Regions from separate parts of the Mus musculus genome. Here region 1 is linked to region 2. Evidence: chromatin contacts called from public Hi-C data. All regions are on one chromosome and are shown on one strand. The core of a region is the stretch at or near the end of the contact, and the rest is flanking DNA. Distances in the headings are between cores, read along the strand shown. Region 1 has its middle 300 kb from the start of Gm23738. Region 2 has its middle 660 kb from the start of Gm23738.

Region 1 (3,770 bases), core at 356-2,855, 360 kb after region 2:
AAGACCAAAAGCATCCTATAGCTAACATGGGTAGAGATCACTTTTCTTATTAATTTTGAAAAAGGAATTTATAGCAGATGTGAAACTTACAGTAGGATTATGGTTGAAGAGGAAGTTCCTGTTTTCTTTGGAAACTTGGATGTGTCATGTGATGTTTTTTTTCTGGATGGTGTCTTATGAGAGGATGTTTTGCTGAAACAGATACTTGAGAGGCAGTGTGATATTTGGAAAGAGTATAAATGGAATCCCACAAACAGTGAGAGAAGGCTCTTGTATCGTTATGCTTTGTGATGCTTCCTTTCTTTGCTGGTCTTTGCTGGTCTTGATTTTGTAGAGAGAAGTATGCCAAAGTACTTCATGTAGTATTCCAGATGATTTGAGTTGCTTCCACTGCCTCATGCTTATTCAGTGGAGCTTGGCTGTTTCTGTTGGATTGCTTGCTATTGAACTAGATTGCTGTTATCCTGACAAAGAAGAGTAGACTCTACCCAAGGGACCACTTCCCCAAGGAACTACTTCTAAAAAGGACTCTACCCAAGGAACTACTTCCTGAAGGAACTACTTTTAAACCCGCTTCTACTATTAATCTTCTTTCTCCCCTATCTCTGGTCAGTGGTCTAGAGTAGAGGTTGAAGCATTAAGAACACTAAACCAAGAAGGTTTAGAGAGAAATCTAAACCTACATATGGTTGTATAATACTTTGTGGTTTATTTAATATCAATGTGTGTGTTCATTTCAGTGCGGACCCTGGAAACTCTCTTGGTCTAAGTGATAGCAAAGAACTTATATCCTCCTATAAATATGGTGTATAATAGTAAAGAATACTAAGATAGAAAACAGTCATAAAAGAGTTTGTGTAAACTTCTACATAACTCTTAGTATTATATATGAAACCTGTGTTCAGATTTGGACATACAATTAGCCTGATAGGAATATTTACACAACTCAAATTATTCATCTTCATCCTGGACAACCATTTATGAAACATTTACCAAAACAATAGTGAACATATTTGGTTAATGGCAATGGTGTGTTTGTATGTGGATGTAGTGTGTGGTTTATGGTAGAATTTGAATTTAAGAAAGTCTTTCTTGTTATACTTTAGTAACAACTTAAAATGTACCATAAAATAAATATGAAAGTATTGATGAATACTGGGAATCTTTCCAGATAGATCTCAAGGCTACAATCTGTCAGATGAAATGAATTATCCCCTCTACATATTTACTCTGACATTTTATATGAAGAAAATTCAAAATAGATATTATATCATTATTAAATAAAGTAATGGCCTTATCTGTTAAAATTTAATATGAGAACATGTTCAGTTATTTGATTGTAATGTGACCCTTGAGAAATCATGCATTAGTCTTAACTTTCATGAGCCTAACTTCAATATGTTTTATAAGAACAATAAGAAATGATGACATAACATGATTAGAATGTTTCCTGCTACCTGCATAGTTAGTCATTATTAAAGTTAGTTTTACCACCACTGCTGCTGGTAATGCTCCTGCTCCCAAAGAGACTCCTCCTACCATCACCACTGCTGATCCTCCTTCCATCTCTATTAATGAGTTTCTCCACTTCACTAGGCACAAGGCAGGTGGTAGAGACCTCTGGATGAAGGGTACAGTGATTCTTGGCTCAGAACAGTCATTGTTCTTTTTATTACCAAGCAACCAAATTGATAGACCTTGACACTAGGTTGGCACCTTTCCTAGGCCAACAAGTTTAACATTACAAAATCCAAGCTTGCAGGAGTAAAGAATTAACAGCAATTAAACAGGTTTCATTTTGAACATCTCACTAGAAATCTGTCACTACAATTGATTTCTTCTGACAGCTAGCTATGGTCTGGAGACTAAATGTGTGTCCTGTAGGGGAAGATGGCAGTGTTGATTTCTGAATATAGATGAAAATAGCATCTGAAATCAGATGAAAATGAAGCTAGGGTTGTTTAAAATATGCTTAAAAAGAAGATGTAGAAAATACCTGTGGGCTAATGTCTATGTAATTTACCTTTCCATAAGAAATAGACAGATCTTTGTGAGTACATTTAGATTTTGAAGGTGAAAGTTACATAGGACTTGAATATATATTTGTATTTACAACTAAATATGTTGTTTACAATTTTGTTTGAGAATGAAATAGGTATGCAATCAGCTGTTGTATGGGATAATAATGTGGGCTATTGTAATGATTAAATTATACTTGCTATGTTCACAACCTAGTGCCGGAACAATGAATTGCTTTTATTAAGACGCTTATACTCTTTTATTTTTTCCTTTTGTTCTATATTCAATTTTGTTCTTTTAATTTTTTATATCAATCATAGATGTCTTCTATCTTCTTCACCATCTTCTAACATATATGTAACCCTTAAGCACTTAATATCCTTCCTCTAGTATAAAACCCATTAATATTTCACAGTGTAGTTAATACAGATCTTCTTATGTAAAGAAAGTAATAAAAGTTCATTAAGCCAGTTGTTGTTAGGACTGAATTTTCTAGGCATTAAATATAGGCATCTTGACTTTAGAGATGGCATACATTCAAGCATCTACTCATGTATATATTTGCTAATGTAAAGATCCATGTTTCATTGAAGAATGCTACCATGAATTCAAATTGTATATAAATGCAGAGTGTTTTATTCTGCAGATTTTCAGCATGTTGGGGTCTACCATATACAAAGATGTAGAGGCCCTGAGTGAGCTTGCAGACCTGATTTAAAGCAAATTAGGGGAATTCTGAGGAGGGATAGTTGACCTCTGTTCTAATCTTGGCACCGTCTCTAGGGACACTCCAGAACCATTGCTGGGACCTTGGGAGCTGGAAACTGTTGCTAGAGATATGTTGAAAGGGTTGCTGAGGAAGGCTGGAAACTGTTGCTGATCCACTGTCCTTGCCTCAAGCCTAGTGTCCAGGCAGCTACTGAGGCCTGAACTTGCCTGGACTTGCTCAATTCTTGCAAACAGAGATATAGGCCTAGTTTCCTGAACTGTCAATTTGAAACCTGCCATGGAGTTATCCTTGCCCTCTCACAAATTAATCCAAAACCAAATTCCCTGATGTCCTTATTTTAGAATCAGTGCCTTTATCTGTCTGCTTTTAATTTTATCATCAGGATTTTTAAGTGGAGAACTGAATATGATCATCATTAAAGTTCTATTAATCTACTAAAGGCATGCATAAAGGCCTAAGAAAAGATGCTGACAATACAAAACCTGGGTTAATTCGTGCAAAAACATTTAGAGATCACTAGCCATATGTTGAGTGTTAATCTTGATGAGAAAGATAAAGTAATAAGGAGGCAGACAAGACTCAAGTTACCATAGAATGTATACTCTAGTGGGAGAAAAACAAGTAATGAACTAACAGGCAGCTGAACAATATTTTTTTTCTCTCTGTAAATGTCCAGACAGTAAATATTTTATGCTTTGAGGTCCATATGGTCTCTCCTGCAATTACTCAACTCTACCATTATAATGCAAAAGTAGTCATAGATAATATTTAAATAAATAGCTGTGCTACAGTGAAACTTTATTTATAGAAACAGGTGGCTGGCCAGATTTCTCTTAGAGACTACAGTTTGCTTACTCTTGAATTAACATATAAATGAATGCAAACTAAGACAATATTAGTTAGTGGTAAGTGTTAAGTAAATAATTAATACAGCTAATCTAGTACTGACTTAATAATATCTTCCTTGCTTTGCAATGATAGGGTAGACACCAGCTGAAATTTTAATGAGACAAGAGAGACA
Region 2 (3,602 bases), core at 471-2,970:
TAAGAAGTTAATTCTATCACATTTGATGACTGAGGCTATGGTTTAGGGATTTGGGCAAGTGCAGCATGTATTGAATAAAGTTACTGAAAGTCAGTGTTCCAGCCACTAACTTCTCTAAAGTAATCATAATTATACCTTAGGTTATTAAACATTGTACATACTACATAACTTCCTATAGGTAATAAAATCCTAAAGCCAGCAAAATAATTTGACCAAAATGATTCTAACAAAATAATTGGATTTCAATTTATATGTACATTCATTTATTTCTGTATTCAATAAATAGTTATTGAATAGGTAATATTTATGCATAAGTAATTATGTATATATTATAAAATGGTTATGTGTAAGGCACTGTACAAGTAATTGTAATTATAACAATGAATGCAAAACATGAAGGTCCTCTCATCATTGAGACACCATTAAAACATCAATTTCTCCGGCTGTGAATGTTTGTGCTAAAGACATGTCAGCTCCTGGGAGCTAAGTATGGGGAAATGAATGATACAAAGGATAGATAGCATTAGAGGGGAGTATTTTAGATTCACCTGTATTTGCAGTAGGGCACACTTGAGAGATTACCTTGTGGCAGAGACCTGAGCAAGGATACAGTTGAGCCATAAAGTTTTCCAGAAACATTGAAATAGTGAGAAAAGTTGTAGAAACTCAGAGAGAGGGAGTTGTTTGCAGCAAAGAACTGAGAGGAAAGAGCCAAGAGGGCTGTTGATGCCATAGCAAGGAATACTTGGAAATATTAGGAGATGGTCAGCTAGCATGGTTTCTGTTGTTATCATTCTTCTTTGTATGTGATATGTACTTGATAGTGTGTATATGCATGGGTACTTGGTTGTGTGCATTGTGATACTGGGTATATGTGTACTTCGAGGTCCAGGTTTGGGTGTCTTTCCTTGATTATGCTCCGAACTTATTTATTGAGACTGGCTATCTCAGTGAATCTGGCACTCATGCTTTAGTCTAGGATAGTTTTGTAAGTGACCTTTAAGAACTCCACTGGTCTCTTCCTCTAGCACCTAGATTTCAGTAGTGCACAGCTACTGTTAACATTTTGCATAGATGCTGGAGATCCAACTAGAGGTCCTTTGTCTTTTTTGACAAGCACTTTATGGATGGATCCATCTCCACAGCACGGTTCTATGATTCCCTAGTGTTTCTACTGTAGATGACTAGAGTCTGACACAGAGACAGTCTAAAAATAATAGATAATTTTAAATAGGAAAGTACATTTTCTTTTTCATTTTGCAATCCTGCCATTATTGTTTATCATTCTTCTCTTTCAGAGATGAGAGATACAGAAGATCAAGAGCAAAAGCAGTTTCCAAGGGATGTTAGGCTTCTGAGCCTCTGTTCAGTGACAATTTTGGTCCTAATAATTGAAGACTAGATTTTCAGAGGAAATGTTTGATATCTGGGATTTATCCTGAACTGTACTTGCTGCTCATTTCTGGTCATGAATATATCTCTTGCCTCTGATTTTGCCTCCAAAGGCTCAGATGTCACCAGCCACCCTGCTGAAGTCTTACATTTCCAGCCATGGCCCCAATTGTGCATCCAATGGCCAGAGTAAACAAATGAGAAATTATCACTTGGAACAAACATCTGATTATCTCAGCAGCAATTGCTATGAAAACAGAACACAGGAAAGGGCAGTCGCTTGCTTTGCTGCTTTTATTCCAAGCTCTGATTGTTGTGGAATGAGGTGGCCTTTCCACCTGGCACCGGATAACAAGGACAGGTGGTGCCAGGTGGCATGGACTGTGGGGAAGAAGACAACACATCTGTGACCCACCCAGTCCAGCTCGGTTGACTCTCTGCATGTCTCTCGGGTGTCCTACTGTGGAAAGAATAAAAATAGAAAAAAGGATCCAAGGGATCCAGTTTGGGATGTGGCCCTAGAGCTTAGATATTATAGATCTTAAGCAAAATATGTTGCCTTTATTCAAAACTGCCCTATCAGTGGTGAGATGAATAGTGCTATTGTGAGACAGACTCAGGGAAAGTGAATACAGAAGTAGGTTGAATTGAACAAATAGTACTGTTTGGTGGCAATTTAATCTAATTAAAAACAGAAGTTTTAATGCCTGCTTTACTATATTTCTCTGTAATTTTAAGGATGAATACATTTTCAAGTATCAAAGAATTAGGTACACTGCATAAACATGATACAGGTACAAGATAAGATTTTAATATTGATCATTGGTCATCTTTTGGACTGATATAAGTAGGGTATCAGTATATTTAACAAAAATATTCATTGGTACTAAAATTTTAAATTAGAGTATTAAAAATGTTAACACTATGAGGTGATGCTTTGTAAGAAAGTGTTGAGAAAATGATGAGAGTGTAGCAAAAAAGAACAAAGTAAAAATTTCTTTAGCTTGTGAAGAACACATGTTGAGCATTTGTCAAATAGAGTGCCTTGGAAGTGGCAACCTGTGCCTCTAAAAATAGGCAAAGCATGAAGGGATGAGAAGGAGTACTTATATAGCTCTATGAGTCTCTTGGGCATGACATTTACTGAGATATTAAAGACAACACACCAATGCAATTTGAACAGGGACTTCATGAAAAATCAGAACGTCATTGTGTCTCCACATACACATGTGCTTTCCAGATGTTCAGCAGAGGCTGTGAAAAGATGTGATGTCATGTGCGATGTGAATGCTGGCTTTCAGAGATAAACATGACTCAGTGTGCATAACTACATGGTGCAGCCCTTCCAAAGAACAAAAATTAAATTTTATTATGATGAATAAATACTTGGGAGGAAGGAATTTTCCTATAATTACTGTATTATTCTGTGCCTTTAATATCAATTCAATTTCTGTTTTTTTATGTTGTAATATATTCATTAGTTATAACTAGAAATCATATTATAATGATGATAAAAGAGGGCACTGTATTATGACCAAATATTGAATGCCCAACAATTTGTATGTATGTGTGTGTATGTATATATATGTATGTATGTGTATATATATATATATATATATATATATATATATATATATATATATATATATATATTCACCACCAAAGTAAGTTATCCAATTGAAGATTGATACTTATAATTGGTCTTGTCTGATGTGGTTCCAAAGGTTGTGTTAAAGAAAATAATCCATAGTAAAGTAAATCAAACAATCCAATCTATCGATAAAAGGTGATCCTGAACATGTTAATTAACTTCTTGATTTTTTTAATATCTTCAATGGTACTGAAATATTTTAATGTCTTATTGATAGAAATAGGGTTTATGCATGGAGCACAATTGATAGCTTCTTAGAATTTTAAAAAAAATTAGTAGACCCATTTAGATGACTGAGTGAAATCTGAACTTTTAACATCTTTTGAGAGTTTTCTTCTCATTTTAAATTTGAAGAATACTGATTTAAGACCTTGAGTTCTTCAAATATTAACCTTCATTCAGAATTTGTCTACAGCTCTTCATTTTCCATAGACAATGTAGTATCATTAAGTCTGTTCAGGATCAGGGTTTAAAGCGTAGGGAGGATATGAGAGGAATTGGTGGCAGTTTGTAATTTAAAAATATTATATTAGAAAATTCTATTGCTAATTAACAAAAC

The links. A called contact is a pair of places that touch in the nucleus more often than the background predicts.
Region 1: a Hi-C map of cerebellar granule neurons shows a contact between it and region 2, with 2.2 times the contacts expected there. The contact joins two enhancer-like sites. A contact is called at or near these places in 4 of 484 Hi-C or Micro-C datasets (brain, cerebellar granule neurons and cerebellum).

What each region holds. Positions count from the first base shown.
Region 1 is chr4:67,883,771-67,887,540 of GRCm38.p6, forward strand. No RefSeq gene overlaps it. Among named protein-coding and RNA genes, the nearest start is that of Gm23738, 300 kb to the right of the region's middle. Within about 2 kb of position 1,606, at least 2 of the 459 cell types and tissues checked have an H3K27ac peak or open chromatin away from gene starts, as enhancers often do. A contact at or near this core is called in cerebellar granule neurons and cerebellum, where this site is marked.
Region 2 is chr4:67,520,706-67,524,307 of GRCm38.p6, forward strand. No RefSeq gene overlaps it. Among named protein-coding and RNA genes, the nearest start is that of Gm23738, 660 kb to the right of the region's middle. Within about 2 kb of position 1,721, at least 5 of the 459 cell types and tissues checked have an H3K27ac peak or open chromatin away from gene starts, as enhancers often do. A contact at or near this core is called in cerebellar granule neurons and cerebellum, where this site is marked.